2 separate regions of the Mus musculus genome follow, and region 2 is linked to region 1. Evidence: chromatin contacts called from public HiChIP or PLAC-seq data. All regions are on one chromosome and are shown on one strand. The core of a region is the stretch at or near the end of the contact, and the rest is flanking DNA. Distances in the headings are between cores, read along the strand shown.

Region 1 (5,152 bases), core at 1,480-3,979:
TCTCCCCACTGTCTCTCAGACAATCAGGCTCTGCTTTTGCTTTTTCCTCATTTGCTTTTCCCTAAACAGTTGCAAATGGGTTCTCACTGGTTTGCCTGCAGCCTCCTGTTAGCCTCCTGGTGCTTAGATACCATCACCAGCAACATCCTAGCTAAACACAAAGAAACCGGTTTTCCCGGCTTACTGCATCTATTATTAAATAATAGAGTTTTATTGCCATCAGTTACTCAGACTCTCAGGGTCTTGTCTCACCATTTCCTTTCATTTGGGCACATGCCTCTACATCGCCATGTTTCACCCATATTAAAAAAAAAATAAAGTTTTGCCATTTAAATACTGTCCGACTTTTTTCGTCCAGAGTCTGCATCTTTATTGCCAAGGGCCAATCCCAGCCTTCAGGGTCTTTTTCTTTTCTCTGCTTAATTGATCCTCTGAGGCCAAAGTCAATGTTACTTCCTTCTGGGAAGCTTTTCTCAACCCCTACCCCTGTCAGAATGAATCACTGTTTAGACAGTGTTTCTGCCACATAAGCCAGGCTTTGTATAATCATGATTTATATTCATTCCCATTTCTCCGCTGGACTCTGACCTCTTTGGAAAAAAAAAAGGTTTTAGTTTGGTTATTCTGGGCTTAGCAAATATTCCCTCGAGGGGCTAGGAGAGTGCTTTTCCCTTGGCCAGCTCTCTTTACATTCTGATGATGTAGGATCATTTTCTTTCATTTGTAAGGTACACTGTCTTCTAGAAGCAAATCACGGTAAATTCTGAACCATCTTTGTCATGACATATAGTTTGACATAGTGCTGAAGTCACCGAACACAACTAATTGTGAGAGGAGCCATAAAATGAGACCACTGCGTGCCCTAGCAGATAGTCACTGTATCATCTGGGAGATTCAGAGCTTTGACTTACTTGTAGACATAAGACATTCTTTTTCTGTTTCTCTTTTTTTTTTCTACATCCATTTATCAAAATATTTTTTTAAACAACCAGAGAGAAGCATGTATAGTTAGGAATAAATTATCGGACTCAGGCAAAAATATGACACTAAGCTGAAGGTATTTCCAGCACCCCAAAATAGGATACAAAAGTCTTGGGAGCTGGAACATAAAATCGGGGAGGAGATATATTAAGAGGCCTAAGACATCAGGTCTTTTAGTTTAATAATATCTCTCGTATGTGGTCTTATGGAGTATTCAGCTTAGATGAAAACTTTTTCGGTGGCTTAGCTGGATTTATGAACCAATGGTCACTCAGGAACAAGAGGGTAAAATCCTTATGTTGTGTGTCTTGGTATCATTTCGAAGCCTCTCAGTTTCCTTCTCTGACATTAACAGAGAATAATCCTTCAAATTACTCATGTGAACTAATGAGACCAGTAATGAAACGGCTAGCTCCGTCATTGCTATGAGTGATGCCCTTTTAGAACACTCATTAAAAAACCTTTCTTGTCCTTCATTATGTGGAACATGCAATCCTGAAGTGTTGTAATTTACAGCAGGGCTAGGTTTCTGCTCTAAAATCCTCTCTGCTTTAACATACAAAATGCTACTTTTTCCATACTTGCATTACTCAAAGAGCAAAAAACAAAGATGAGAAATGAAACAAATTTTGAAGATAATTCTACTCATCTCCTCTAACTTGCCAATCTTTCTCCTAGAAGATGTTAAGAAGCAATACACGTGCCTCACTGAAGGAATAAACACACTCATCTGCAATTATTAGAAGCTACTTTGAAGAAAAAGGCCCACAAAGATAGATGGGCTTTTCCCAAAAGTCAGAATTATGTTTGTTTTAAAAGCAGTTATTGACTTTTCATGAGCAGTATCTCAGGCAGGCCCATCTTTTGTGATGAAATCCTGATGGTGTGAAAAGTTGAGTTCATCTGCATAGAACAGATTACATTGTGATCTGTGAAGACATCCCTCATTCGTACTTCCATACTCTCTGAACTGCTTCCTATGTCAATGATTTGAGTTGCTTACGTAAACACAATGGAAATTTTGCATTTAAATGGAAATAGAAGAATATACAGATGAAAACCTTTTCTCAAAGTACCAAGAATGGGGCCAGTGAGATGTCCCAGTGGATAAAGGTGCTTGATGCTAGGTCTGAGGACAGAAGCTCAACCCTGTAACCCACAGAATAGAACAAGAGAATGAACTCCCACGAGGTTTTCTCTGACTGACACATATGCTGTGGGACATGCCTTACTCTATCACATAAATAAACCAGTCAATAAATCAATCAATAAATATTACAAATTTAAAAAGAAATAGTATACACAAATTTTTGAATCAATAGAGTGTTCAATTTATATCGATCCAGAAATGAAAACTGTTAATTAAAAAAAAAGATGTTTATTATTTATTTATGTACACGTGTATCTCTCTGAATGTGTGAAGTGTGCATATATGAGGACTTAGAAGCCAGAGGAGAATGTATGCTCACCTGGAGCGGGAGTTACAGAATGTTTTATCAACTGAACTGTGTGCTAAACTCCACTCCTCTATAGAAGTAACAACTGTAGTCAGCTGCTGAGCCATCTCTCCAGTCGCAACTGTGTTCATTTTAACTGTTACAGGGAGACATGGATTTAGTGTGTGTGAAGCAGAATGTAACCAAGGTCCAAAATACATTTCAACTTTACACCACATATACCACAGACAAAGATGAAACTGAAGATGTTCGTGCCAAAGGAGAAGGAAAGGGGCTGGCAAGCGTGGCCTGACTAACAGATGACTAAGGAGAGGAGAATGTTTCTGATAGTTATAGGCTTCCCCAGGAGTAAGACACACAGGCCTGTTTGGTTGATCAGCCAAGCCTTGGGCTTTGCTGTCACTTAGGCTTCTTTTTCCTGTGAACGCTGGGTCTACACAAGTGAAAGAAACTGCAGTGGGGGCGGGGGGGGGGGGCGAGAAGGAGGGAGCCCGCCCCAGAGGTGGCTGAGTGTGGAATGACAGGAAAAGCCTCAACAATGGCTTAGCGCTTTAGTTCAGCATATCTAAGGAATCTTATTAGCAGTTGGGATGATAGATAGCAATAATATAGGGGTAATAACTTTATGCATCTAAGTACTTTAGAGACTGCATATAGTTTAAAGTAAATGCACCTCGGCAACAACCCTCTCTGTGTTATTTTTTTATTTTAGTCATTGAAGACCATCTTTTGGTCAAACACAATATATTTCCATCGGGGAGAAAAAGACAACCTTAAAATGCCGACATAACTCGAACAATTTGCCCTTTGAAACAAAGGTATGATTTCAAATCAACAGGGCTCTATTGAAATAAAAGTCTCACAGACAAGCTGAGATCTTAATAGACTTCATTATGTTGTTCAACCAAAATTAAAATCTGCACATTTAAAACAAACAAACAAACAAACAAACAAACAAAAAAACCCTCTTAACATGATTGTCTTCCTGTCTCACCTTGCTCCTTAGAACTCCTTGCTTCTGGGGAAGAAGCCGATTGCATTCCTGACTGAGCTGAGTCTCAGACAAGGTGAAGAGAATCATAACATTGGTTTTAGGGTAAAGCTCAACCAAAATGTTTAACGGTGATAAATGCAAAATAAATCCAGATTGTCTACCTTAGCAAAGAGAAGAGAAGCACGGTACTGGCCTTCCACATGTTTGGTATAAATAGACAGACATAGACAAAGGTCGAGGGAAAGGTTTTATATATATATATATATATATATATATATGCCAGCTATTTTTCTAGTGTTACTTGTGAGTGTTCTCATCAAGAGAATAATATTATAGTTTTTATTGTTTTTTGATAAGGGCTTCATAGCTGCTCATGGGTGGTCCTGTTCAATTTTGCCAATGGGTTTTTGCTTGGGAATTATTAGTGGCTGGGTACTTGACATAGTCATTGAGATGCATTTGTGTTTGGGTTGTCTCTATGTCCACACTGCTAGAAACCAACAGCGTCCTTTTCCCTCTCTCTTCCTCCTCTTTCTTCTAGTACGTCTCTGCATGAAGTCTGAAGTCCATTCTCACTGTTTTTCTGTGGCACATTATATTCCGCTCTGCACTGGCTCTTTGACACATTTGATTGCAAAGTTCAGTGTACCCTTTATTATGTGGTTCACAGAACTCTGTGGCAAACAGAAGCAGGTCCAGGAAAACATGATTTTTGGAGGGTGCTTAGGATGCACACAGGAACACACATGTACACACTCAACCACAGCACAGGGTCTTAAGTGATAGAAGGCAAGTGCTCCAGGTATAGGAAAAACAGTCTACAGTAAAGGGATCACAAAGAGCTTCAGAAAGAAGCTAACATCTGATTTGAACCACGAAGGATGCCAACATGCCAAAGAACAGCAAAGAGAAAAAATATTTAGGTGAAAATAAGCTTTAAACATGGCAAAATTGGGAGCACGTAAGGACTTGAATTTTGAATTTTGAATCTCTGTCAGCCACATAAAATCCAAAACCTGAGCATTCACACACACACACACACACACACACACACACACACACACACACACACACACACACAATCTTAGTGCTGGGGAGACAGACAGAGTAGAGTAGGAATTCCTAGCCAGCTAGTCTAGATGAATGGCTGAGTTCCAGGTTCAGTGAGACCCTGTCTCAAAAAATCCAATGAGAACTATTAAGGGATAGTTTCACACCTGAAAAAATGTTCAACATCCTTAATCATCAGGGAAATGCAAATCAAAACAACCTTGAGATTCCATCTCACACCAGTCAGAATGGCTAAGATCAAAAATTCAGGTGACAGCAGATGCTGGCGAGGATGTGGAGAAAGAGGAACACTCCTCCATTGTTGGTCGGATTGCAAGCTTGTACAACCACTCTGGAAATCAGTCTGGCAGTTCCTCAGAAAATTGGACATAGTACTACTGGAGGATCCCGCAATACCTCTTCTGGGCATATATCCAGAAGATGTTCCAACTGGTAAGAAGGACACATGCTCCACTATGTTCATAGCAGCCTTATATATGATAGCCAGAAGCTGGAAAGAACCCAGATGCCCCTCAACAGAGGAATGGATACAAAAAATGTGGTACATTTACACAATGGAGTACTACTCAGCTATTAAAAAGAATGAATTTATGAAATTTCTAGGCAAATGGTTGAACCTGGAGGGCATCATCCTGAGTGAGGTAACACA
Region 2 (4,829 bases), core at 111-2,610, 440 kb after region 1:
CATTGAATCCTTACCAAGTCAGTTCATTGGAAGCCATTGCTTTGAAACTTTGATTCAAGAAATTAAACCAGGTAAGAATACAACTTTTGTTGTGTCCATCTTGATCAAATGTTCTATTTATGCAGGTATTCTTATTTAGTCTGTCCATTTGCTGAAAATTTGCATGAGTTCCCATTATTCACCAAACATCAAATTTGGACAGCCAAGACTTGTTGAAGCTGACATGGTCCAGTCTTCAAAGAGCTTTCAAAACTGACATATTGCACTAGACAGACTGTTACAACACGTGATACTTAGCATCCCAGGAAGAACTTCCTTCTCCAGCTAGAGGTGGGTGTGACAATGGCTGTGCTCAGCACGCAGGATAGCACTGTCTTTGAGGAAAGCAATCTGAAGCTGGGTGGGAAAAGCTGAATTCTGCAGGGAGAGGACAGGGATCAACCAAGACTGAAGGAGGTTGGGGAATGTGCGCTGGGATGCACATGAGGTTTTCTGAGTATTGACTAAGGTCGGCATTAATCATCTGTAACAAACACAGTGCACAACACGATCCAGAGACCGTGTTCTTAGAGTATATTCATCTCAACCTCTCGGAAATCCTATCACCAGGTCTAATATGTTCTCATTATGTAGTTGAGGAGAGCTGGGCACAGTAATATGAAAGGGGATTTTATGTTGTTTCTCAAAGGCTGTTTATAAGGTAATGAAGATTCATTGGGAGATATTAAGCTGAAGCCGATTAGTGTCAAATGTTTGCCAAAATCTTACACAAACAGGTTTCCCCCATTTATTTACATCAAGCACTACCTGGAAAACTCAACATCTTCCAACAGTGAATGCAATGCAATTTAACTCTGAGTGCTGGTTCGGCTGTCGCTCAAAAGATGCTAGACTAAAAGCAGCGGTAACAAATATCATACTCCTATTCAATTTATGAAATACTCTTAAATATATCCTTCAGGGTTATGGGAGATGGCTCAGTACATAAGAAACATGAGAACCTCAGTGGAAATTCCTAGAATCCACATCAAAAGCTGGGCATGACTACATATACCTGTAACCCCAGCATTTGTGGATGAAGATAGGCTAATCCAGGCAGTTCTCTGGCCAGCCAGCCTAGCCCAAAGGTGGTCATCTGGGTCGCCAGTGGAGTGTATCTCAAGGCAATAAGGCAGAGAGACATAAGGGAAGATACATGACCTCTTATTCTGGCTCCAGCAACACAGTGCAAGCACGTGTGTGCACAAACACACACACACACACACACACACACACACACACACACACAAAAGACTGAAGGCACCCACACCCACAAGTACACATGTACACATACGCACACAGCTCGATCCCTGCAACTATGAGCAGTCATATGAAACAAAGATGACTGTGTCAGAGTGCAAAATGGGAAAGACAGGAAATATCTGTTCAAAGTCACAATGTAAAAGAAATGACTCATTAAAAACACATAGCATTTCAAATCATCGGTCTCTCTAGAACTGAAAGCTGACTGTAACGGATGTTCCTACAGAATATCTGCAATTATATAACAGCAGACATGGGCCTTATTAATTTAAGTAGTGACATGTTTGTGCCTGCTCTATTTCTTTCCTATTCTGAGACAAGACCAATTTTATCACGATTTATGTTTAAATAAATCTGGAAAGGCTTGGAAGAATTTGATGCTTAGAAATGTAAATGCTGGCCAGGCAGTGGTGGCACACACCTTTAATCCTGGCATGTAAGAGGTAGAGTCAGGCTAATTTTTGAGTTTGAGGCCAGCCTGGTCTACAGAATAAGTTCCAGGACAGCAAGGGCTATATAGAAAAACCCTGTCTCAAACAAACAAACAAACAAACAAACAAACAAACAAATAAACAAACAAAAATGGAAATGCTAAGAAAGCATGTGCCAGAACAGGATAGATGAGACTTTATCTGCAAAACAATCTCCTGAGTGTGGAAACTTAGTATCCACATAAGTAACGTGTGTATGGCCTCACTAAAAAAAAAGGTGTGTGTGCCTCCAGCTCAACCACAGTGGGCACAGAGTCAGGAGGCTTCCTTGAGCTTACTGCTCAGCAAGTAAGTCTAGGCAATCGGTTAGCACTAGATTTCCCAAGAAATGTCTCAAAATAGGATAGAGAGCAGAGTGGCCTAAGCACACCGCTGACCTTCACTGCTAGCCTCCATATGCCTGCATGGATATGTGCACCAACATTCATACATGCACACACATGGGACATTATACATCATCTATATCATCTATGGGCTGAATATATTTTGCAATTGTCTATAAAATGATGTGACCCAATAGCAATGGTATGAGACTCAGCAGAATGGGGTCTTTGTAGCATGCTTTATGGACATGCAGTATACTTTAAGTACTTCCTGCCAGGAAGCTGGTTGAATCATTTCTATTCTTCTTCTTTTTTTTTTTTTTTTGTAAACTTTCATTTTAACTGGAAGTTTTTTTTTTTTCAATTATATTTTAAATGCCAATTCCTGGTTCTTCCTGTAAGTGCTTACTTACTTAAATCCTCCAGATTCCATTGACCTTATAATCATCTTTATAACTTGACCCCCACAGCAAAAAAGAAAATGTTTAAGCCAATCAGAGGCCAACAAGCAGGAAAGAAGATAAGAAACCCAAGGACACAGGTGGGCTATTTTCTGTTTCTGAACGCATTCCGTCATTTAGACACTCCCATTGAAATTCTATTTACCAACTCTTCAAGGGTTTATGTTTGATTTCAAAGTACAAAATCATAAGATGGGATAATCTCTAGCAGGAAGAGTGAGGTCATGGGTAAATTTCGGATATACCCGTTGGTGCACTTTTCTCCCAGCCTGGGGTTTCTTGGTTAAGGTAAACTCCTTTGTTAGTATTGAATTTTGTTCTGCTTCTTTCCTTGTTTATGAGGGGAGACCTTTCCTGATCTTTTACCCTGTCCTGGTTTTGACGTAGTACTACTAGCCTTCAAGCTTTAGACTCTGGTCATGGAAAGATGACACCGGCATTGCTTGATTTATAAAGTTAAAATTAAGGTTTTGTTTCCAGTGTCTGACACTTATCAGATGAGAGATTTTCAGCCAATGACTTGCCATCCCTGCCCTATATCTTTCAACTGTTAGATAAGGCTTAAAGGTATGATTATATCAATAAGTCGCTTGTATAGAGTTTTTAGTATTCAAGCAACACACCACATACTCTCTGCCTGTCATTCCATTCCAATCCTTACAGGAAGCTTGTTGGAAAAGTGTTATCATGATTTCCATTTTACAGATGAGGGTACTAACGAGGTCATATGGAATTAAATAATGTAGTAATTATGACACTTACGGATTGGAGAGTAAGCAATCAATATGGTAATGATGATGATTATGTCCAGTGTGATAGAGATGCTGGTAACAGTGACAAAGGAGAAAACAGCTGTGCATTGGCCTGGAGCAGACTCCTGGGAGAATACACAAGTAACATTAGATATTCAGCACGAGTTGTTTATTTAATAAGTGTTTATTGAAAGCCTTTTGTAGTCAGGCACTGAATACTAAGATACAGGAATAAAATACAATGATATTCCAAAAAAGTCCTTAGTCTAATAAGATAGGGGAAAATATGGATAAAGAAGAAAATGTTGAGAGGGAAAAAAAGGAAGGAGGAAGCAGGGTGGGGGTGAACATTAGAGAAGAAAGAAAAAGAGAAAAGAAAGGTCAGGGAAAATTCTGTAGGAAATAGACTTGGCTTCATGTAGACTTCGCAGTGGGTGGTATATCCCCATCTTTGATAGATGCCATACATCAGAGCTCTGACTCAGAAGCCAGCTATTGAAGACACACATGTAAACAAAGTACGTGTTTTTCTTCATGTACAGCATTCAGAGAATATACCAGACTCAAATCTGGCCCTTATTCAAAATGGCTTGGGTCACTGGTTCAGTGACCAGTGGTTCAGTATTCTGTCTGTAATAACAATCTTGCACCACATCTGTACAATCAATACTATGAGGTAATGTTAAGCTGTAGAAGCCAGCAAGGGAGATGTGCTGGCTTGTTAGTTTCATCTTACTGTGACCAGAACCAGTCTTTTTTTTTTTTTTCAATAAACATATCTCCAAATAGTATAGAAAGAATTGCCAGGAATATACAGGCACACAAAATAGGGTGAGGGAAAGGACAGAGACTGTCTAGTTTCTGATCCCTTGGAAAGAGATTTAGGATAAATTCTTCCCAGAAATAGAGTTGCATTCACTATCCTTGGATATGTGTTGTGTCTATCCAGTTAGTACATCAAAGTGACCTGCTTCAAGGAAGAAGACAGCAAAGCTTTGTACCACTACAGGGACAGGACATCTTAATCCCTGGAGCCTTTGTCACCCCTGAGGAAATAGCATTGTGGATGCATCTGATTTGCATCTGGGGGAGGCCTTGATTTTTGGGTTTGCAATTCAATAAGCTCACTGCACAATGTTGCCATTCACTGGAGCCTTCTGGTACTGGGGATAAGCATCATAATACATTTTCCCTCAGATGGAGACTCCAGTGGCGATGCGGAAGAAAAGAAATCCAACTTTATGTTTTAATCAGGGAACACATCTTGGCAGAGGAGGTTGAACTTTTAGATTTTACTCTCTCTCGGACATGGATGTTAAGTTTCCTCCAAGGCTGGTAGTTCAGACAAAGGCCAGTGTGAAGCGAATGCCTTGGAATGACCTGGAACCATTTTTTTTAAGTGAAGGAGGAGATGTGGGAGAATGGAAAAAGAGAGGGTGTTGGGCAAGAAAAAGAGATACACACACATACACAGTAGGCACCAAAGCGAGTCGAAAGCAG

Evidence for each region. HiChIP or PLAC-seq counts read pairs in DNA pulled down with a chosen protein or histone mark.
Region 2: a contact with region 1 is called in a FOXA1 HiChIP or PLAC-seq map of pancreatic cancer cells. The contact joins two enhancer-like sites. A contact is called at or near these places in 1 of 15 datasets of contacts at CTCF or cohesin (the NIH/3T3 cell line) and 1 of 115 datasets of contacts at active chromatin or transcription factors (pancreatic cancer cells).

Annotation. Positions count from the first base shown.
Region 1 is chr10:96,804,047-96,809,198 of GRCm38.p6, forward strand. No RefSeq gene overlaps it. Among named protein-coding and RNA genes, the nearest start is that of Gm33897, 91 kb to the left of the region's middle. Within about 2 kb of position 2,730, at least 40 of the 459 cell types and tissues checked have an H3K27ac peak or open chromatin away from gene starts, as enhancers often do. A contact at or near this core is called in pancreatic cancer cells, where this site is marked.
Region 2 is chr10:97,245,976-97,250,804 of GRCm38.p6, forward strand. No RefSeq gene overlaps it. Among named protein-coding and RNA genes, the nearest start is that of Gm34044, 13 kb to the left of the region's middle. Within about 2 kb of position 1,361, at least 19 of the 459 cell types and tissues checked have an H3K27ac peak or open chromatin away from gene starts, as enhancers often do. A contact at or near this core is called in pancreatic cancer cells, where this site is marked.